Linked DNA regions of Zea mays: region 1 is linked to region 2. The links are chromatin contacts, called in public Hi-C maps. All regions are on one chromosome and are shown on one strand. Each heading gives the region's core, a stretch centred on a gene start, on an enhancer-like site or on the middle of the called end of the contact. The rest is flanking DNA. Distances are from core to core; before and after follow the strand shown. Region 1 holds the start of LOC100383696. Region 2 holds the start of LOC100286077.

Evidence for each region. A called contact is a pair of places that touch in the nucleus more often than the background predicts.
Region 1: a Hi-C map of ear shows a contact between it and region 2, with 9 times the contacts expected there. The contact joins the promoter of LOC100383696 here to the promoter of LOC100286077 in region 2. A contact is called at or near these places in 15 of 25 Hi-C or Micro-C datasets (bundle sheath, ear, endosperm and 6 more).

What each region holds. Positions count from the first base shown.
Region 1 is chr7:2,018,302-2,021,632 of Zm-B73-REFERENCE-NAM-5.0, reverse strand. It overlaps LOC100383696, which reads left to right and starts at 2,029. Exons shown (of 4, transcript NM_001176333.1): 1 at 2,029-2,188; 2 at 2,666-2,739. It overlaps LOC103631880 (sister chromatid cohesion protein SCC2), which reads left to right. Exons shown (of 27, transcript XM_020541428.3): 27 at 1-570. The coding sequence ends at 201.
Region 2 is chr7:1,886,056-1,889,913 of Zm-B73-REFERENCE-NAM-5.0, reverse strand. It overlaps LOC100286077, which reads left to right and starts at 2,455. Exons shown (of 2, transcript NM_001364924.2): 1 at 2,455-3,190. The coding sequence starts at 2,492.

The DNA of each region.
Region 1 (3,331 bases), core at 780-3,279, 130 kb before region 2:
ACCCCGAGAAATACGACAAACCCAACCCCAAGAAGTACGACGAGGGTCAGGAGAACGGCTGCCTCGAGTGTTACAAAAGCCCGTGGTGGCGCACGTGGCGATGACTCCGACGACTCCGATGATGACGACTGGACCGGGGGCCCAAGAGTGCTTGACTTCAGTGGGGGTGGCCGTGTGACAAGGCAGAGGGTCCAAGTATGATGACTGGTCTTGGTGCTTTTGTACATTCTAGGGAAACCTATAGCGGGTAGCAGCTGACACGAGGAGAGTTAGGGTTGAGTTTTAGGTTTAAAGTCGTTTAGGGTACATAGAAGCAGAAAAGGAAAGGAAGATAGCCTTTTTACTTAGATGCCATTGATTTGGAGCACTCCTTTTCTTGCTCTGCCCCTGTCCTGTTTGTAATTCCGGTCGGGCTTTGGCAAAACTGACAAACAGGGTTGTGCTCCGGCTTCTGATCTGATTCAATGGGAATGAAATTATTCCTTTTGCTTTGCCTGTATAATAACAGTTAAGCCTATGTTTCGTGTAATTGTCTGCCTTGCTAATGTTATATATCTGTACGTGTGCTGAGCCTTTTTTGTTGAAGTTCATAGAAATTGCCATACTTGTTCGATGATACAGCTACTAACTGCGTGTTTGTTTGGGATTATAATATGTCCAGATTATATAATCCAACAAATTATGAACTAAGTTACTTCATAATTTGTTGGATTATATAATCTAAATAGATTATAATCCAAAACAAACCATATTCCGTGTGCTCCAACCGTTCGTTCGCTCATCATCCCAAGCATGAGAATGATGTGAATTCTGTAGTTCTGGGAAGGAAGGAGTTTGCTATCCCCTGGTAAAATAAAAGAGTAAGCTGTGATCAGGCAAGATTTTGCTGCTGGCATGACTTGTTATCTATATTATATATACTACTATTAAGAACGTAAGTAGGATGTCCACACCACATGTCCCCCGCCTCGGCGCGCACGCCCCCTGTCCGCGATGCTCTCTGACGGCACATCCCAAACAGGTACCGCGTTGATTTTGTCTACATGTATTATTTGATTACTGAAATTTTAGTGTAGTTGTGCTGTATTATAGATAGATGTTTTGTGAATCTCAGCCTATAGTTTGACAAGGCATAGTTTGTGAAATTACTTGCTGCCTTTATCTCCGTTGGTCAGTAGATGTTGGATATAACAGGGCCTGCTTGTTTTTAGACTAATGGAAGATATCACCCATTTTTATATCAGCAAAGCCTATATAGTTCTTTTTATCCAGCAAGCAAAGAGGATATGAATTACCACACACTCTTTTTTTCCTCGAATACGCAGCGTGTCTTTGTACCTTTTGGAACCACAACCATCAAATCTGCAACGCCCAAACCCATAAATTCTAGGTTGAGAATTCCAAATCTACCAAAGATCAAGTGGTCCTCTCGACCTTATCCCATGCTACTAGACAGCACCCTCCATTGACGTTGTTGCGGCCCTTCGAGGTGAACATCTGGTTTGTAGCAATGAACACCTTGGTCCTGGTGATTAAGTTATGTATGGATCATCTAAGCATAGAGATGTATTATTGGCTTGATAATGTCTGGTTACACGGAGCAGAAAAGTACAATCGGAGCAGGAAGCCTGTGCCGTGCCGGTGACATGATAATGTCATCTTACTCTTGATTTTACAATTGCAGCTTCACATTTAAGCTTTGAAAGTTAAACCTAATTCAGTATTTCTTAAGTGCATTGTTTTTTTACTTTACTAGTTCTAAGTTAATAACGTCATATATATATATATATTTGCTAATGTACTATATATTGCTTTCATTTTTGATGACATCATGTCACCGGCACAGGCTTCCTCCTTTTACAACCGAAAGTACAATCGGAGCATAGAGACTTTGCTTTCATTTCGGTTGGGCTGCTAATCCTCGTCCGGGGGCCCATGTTTGGTTGTATGGCAAGCAGTTGGTAGTAGATCGCGTGGTGCGTTGCCAACTGCGCCTCGCCTCGCCTCGGCCCACCGGACCTCGTAGCCGCCCTCTGTCGTGTTTGTTCCTTGCTAGTTCTCGTCGGCGCCGTCTCTCCCACGCCGCCCTCTGTCACCAGCCCACCACCTCCTGCGCCGGCGCTCCTCCGAGACGCAGTTCGCCTCCGGAATTCGATCACTTCGCCGCCGCTCTCGCCTCCGCCCCCAGGTAGGAAGTCGTCGCCTTCTTAGGCAAACAACGCCCACGAAGGCCCATGGTCAAGGGGTCGTTGTGAATGTTGTCTTCCGTCCTCTCTCACTGTTTGGGGTTTGGACTCTTCGGTTATTAAACTGCTTCAAAATTAACATAAATGCTTCCTGGGTGACACAATTCATATTGTTGGTATTGTTATTCTTGTCCATTTTCTACACCACCATACCTTGAACTTACTGCATTGTCTTCATGTTATTAATGTAGCACGGGCCAGCTTTGGCAATCAAGGACTAGGTTCAATAGAGCAAGCCTCTTCGTAACTCATCCTCTGAGAATGAGACATGGATAACTTTAGAAAGATATTTTTGGTGTTAGTAGTAGGGATGTAACGTATAAATGAATAATCTGTTTTAGTTGACTACCGAATTCTACCGGAGAATACGGTTTGAAGTTCCCCTCTTAATCACTATTTTCTTCTTCATTGAAGGGCAGGCCGCGAAGTGGCGAGAAGCCTTCCCACTGAGCAAAGGTCCTAGGTTCGATGCAGCCTCTCGGCAAAATGCAGGGTAAGGCTTGCATCGATTATTCCTCCTCAGACCCCACTCATGTGGAAACCGTCAGCACTGGGCCCGTCTTTTTGTCATTAGTTTCTTCATTTTTACTTTGAAATATAAATATGAATGCGCCCAGATCTTTTTTTGGTTCATGATCATCTTTCTCATGAATAATATACATATTAACAATTTTAAAATTCATAGAATATGCATGTTTTTTCATGAAATGAGGAGCAGTATAAGACTATTTGGGTTAATGCTTACTTAACACTCCCTCCCCCTCGCCACATTGCCCTAGATTATATGGTTATGCATTTCATCTTGTCTAAAGCATGCCTTATTTTGTCCCCATGTATTTCCAAAATTCCTTTCCCCTCCTGGTACGTGTATTGCCTTTTCCTTTTTACAAAAAGGAAGTTAATGTGCTTAAGTGCATTGTTTGTCTAGTTAGTTTCCAGTATTTTAGGCGGCTAGGTAAGTGAGAAGTCTATATTCTTAATTATAAAGAGACCATGCATTTGAGGGCTTTTGTGTAACACAATAAGAAATGTAAGGAACTTTGAACTAGTCATGCATTTTAGTCTTCTAATTTAATCATTGTGTT
Region 2 (3,858 bases), core at 1,206-3,705:
TATTTGAGTTATTTTGACTAAGCCTTCTCAATCTTTCTTGTTGCTTAATAAATATACTTTAACTTATATAATTGGCTCAACTCAAAATTTTAAACTTTTCATCCCCTTTTTCATATTTTCTTGAATTTTGTTCATGGGGCTTACTTGGGGTTTGAATTAGGGTTGCACATTCTTATCTTTCAAAAGTCTCAATTGTTTTGATCATGACACTTTTAAGTATATACATTTGGTGAATTCTTTCTTACTTAAGTTATTTTGATGCTCATGCTTACTTTGGTTCACATAAAATAATGGCTCTTAGGTTTGGCATTTGAGAGAAACCCTAGGTGACACTGGGGTGTCACAGCTTTTTTGGCTGTAGGAAGTTAGCTAACTTCCTAGAGGGCTATAGGAAGTTAAGCTAACTTCCAACAAAAAATTTCCGAGAGCCAAACTTCCGATGGGATGGCTTAACTTCTGAGAGTTTAGCTAACTTCCTAGAGTTTAGGCCTAACTTCTTAGGGTTTAGGCTCTAGAAAGTTTACTATTTTGGTGTAGTGGTAGTTTCATAAACTACAAGAGATATAGTTTTTATGAACAAATTTACTTTTATTTTGTCATATGAAAAAATAACCAAAATATAAATTATACATCTTGATGAGTTATACAAATTTGTAGTTGAAAACTTTTTCATTCTTCAAAATGTGATTTTAAGTTGTCTTTGCCTAGTGTTGAAAAAACACTTGACAAAGAAATTGTTTGCCGAGTGCTTTTGCTAAACAAAAAACACTTGATAAAACACACTCTGCAAAGAACTTTCTTGCTGAGTGTCTAAAAAACACTTGATAAATTATTTGGCACTCGGCAAAAAACCGAATTCCGATAGTGCAAGTCGAGACTAGCTAGAGATTAGACTTTATTTGTTATTACAAAAATAGCTTAAAAGACGGACATTGCTAACCAGGCTGATATATTGCGGTTAACATAACTTTTATAACACCTTATCTCACCGGGTTTAAAACCAAAATCAAATGCATATCACAATGACAATATACTTTAACAATATAACGTTTATTATAAAATTGTAACCTATTAAAAAATGAGCATAGGTTCTAAAACAAAATTTGTCATTGCAAGATCTCCGCAGGGAGTCGACCGAGGGTATATCAACCTAGCATCGACACCATCTTTATAACACACTATATTTCGAAAACTCTGTCTTCAAGTCCGGACAGCTGGGTGAGACGACATGAGAGACAAAGAGATGGGTGAGCACACGAAAATATACTCCCTAAATGTAGGAAAATATGATATGAGGCTAACACAAGGAAAGGCTGACAAGGTTTAATGCAATCACTTAAGTGACACATCCTAATAGACCTTAAATCTTAGAACCTATTTACTAGGTGAATCCATCATCTTCTCACAAAAACCATCGAACCAACACTCATATTCCATTTGAGTTAATCAGTACTTGGATTCCATCCAAGTTTCAAATTGAACCATCTATTCTCAAGAAATCCGCTAATCTCAAAGAAGTCTAAACTGCTCTTGTTTATGAGCATGGCTAGTATTTCAATTGTGTAAAGTGCACTGGCGGTCCTCGAACTTGGTATGCTATGTTACTTAAGCCCCCTAACTCATAAAACTAGGAAAATAGGTCAACGAGTTTTGTGGGTCCATACAAAACCGTCCAAATTTGGGTTTGCAAAACTGGATGCCGACGTGGCAAGTCACGTCGAAGCCACTTGGAATCTCGAACTTGGCATGTTGTGTTACATGGGTCCTCGAACTTGGATCTTATGTCACTTAGGTCCCCAAATTTTCGTTAGTGTACTCTATAGAGATTACATGGCTAGTGTTTCAATTCTATACTCTACAAAGATTGAACACTTCCACCACTAGTCATGATGTCTCTTTGCCCTTGGTGATCAACCTCTTGACCCCCTTCTAAGGTAGCTCAGCAGGGTTTGCTTCAAGAACTTTACACTAAAATTGAATTATTATACTAAAAAGCAAATACAAGAGACTCCGAGAAATAGAATTCTTCCCGAAAACTGTCAAGCTATGTTCAGTTGTATGTACGAGTGATAATGGATCATGATCTAAATATTTCTTCACCAAATGTTAGGACCCATAAAAAATTTTATTTAAAAATGAATAGAAATAGAGTCCGATCCTAATCTGATTCGATCCTAAGATTTTATAGTGCAAAATATAAAACTCATTATCACCCCTAGTTGTATATAAAGCCTATTACCGGTTACCACCCTTAGTTGTATGGGGTTTGAGAGAGATTAGAAGAGATTATCCAATGTCCCTCCATCAACCCAAAACGAACATGCCCAATGTGTAGGACTCTTCCAGGAATATTCTGTTTGACTCTAGCACACTCCATGGCTGATTCCTTGAACTGACGGATGGGTCCCACACTGTCGGTGACCATACGTGCTCGTCTAAAAAATCGCTCAGGACACCTTACCAGCAGCTTCTGCACAGCGTCCCCAGTAAAATGTACCCCGAAAACCCCCACCTCCGCTTCCTCCTCTTCCTCGCCGTCGCGGCAGTTGCCGCCGGCGGGGCTGCGGCGAACACCACCCTCACCGCGTCCCTCTCCGGCAACCAGATCAAGATCATCTGGTCCGGACTCCCGGCCCCGGACGGCCTCGACTACGTTGCCATCTACTCGCCGCCGTCCTCCCGCGACCGCGACTTCCTCGGCTATCTCTTCCTCAACGGCTCCGCCTCCTGGCGCGGCGGCTCCGGGGAGCTCTCCCTCCCGCTCCTCCCGACGCTCCGCGCGCCCTACCAGTTCCGTCTCTTTCGCTGGCCCGCCAAGGAGTACTCCTACCACCACGTCGACCACGACCAGAACCCGCTCCCCCACGGCAAGCACCGCGTCGCCGTCTCCGCCGACGTCTCCGTCGGCGACCCCGCCCGCCCCGAGCAGCTGCACCTCGCGTTTGCGGATGAGGTCGACGAGATGCGGGTCCTGTTCGTGTGCGGCGACCGCGGGGAGAGGGTCGTCAGGTACGGGCTGCAGAAGGAGGACGACAAGGAGTGGAAGGAGGTGGGCACGGATGTGAGCACGTACGAGCAGAGGCACATGTGCGATTGGCCGGCCAACAGCAGCGTCGCCTGGAGGGATCCGGGATTCGTCTTCGACGGCCTCATGAAGGGATTGGAGCCCGGAAGGAGGTACTTTTACAAGGTACTGTTAATTATCCCCTGCTGTGGCTTGGAATGGTTCAGATTTTGTGGTTTTGGATAGCAATTTGGCTCTGTATGTATCATTTTTTCTTAAAAAAATTCAGTATTTTCCTTCTGTAAGTAAATTTTGTCCCAGAAAAGGAAAGGTACTATGGCTCCACCCAAGCCATATGTGCTGCATCCTAATGTTGCAGTTGGGTTACCTGAGGTGCACAAGGGTTGGAATTAATTGTGCTTTGGAGTGGGCTGGATGAATCATCGTGTTCGTCTCAAGATTAAATTGTGCTGATTCAGAATTGGCGGCATAGTAAGATTTGTTGATTCAGCTTTGGCAGCGTAGTAAGATTGTTATTCATTAGTTATACAGTTCCTAGTAGTGACATCTTAGGTATTATAGCTATGTGTCGGGGAGGGTTCAGGAAAAATAATGAATTTTGTATTCATCATATGTGCCACAATAAGGCTTTGATTCTCAAGTCCTGCAATCTTTGGAAGTATGCATAGCAGAATTTTTAAAAGAAAGGAATGTCTTGTCCATTGTATTAAAATGTGTTCTTAGGTTGCCGCTTCACATGAGTTGTATGTATTTACTGGCAGTTGCTCATGTATATTGTGGCTGGACTGATTTTTTTCTATTACTTAGTTCAAATGCCAATGTACCCAATACAA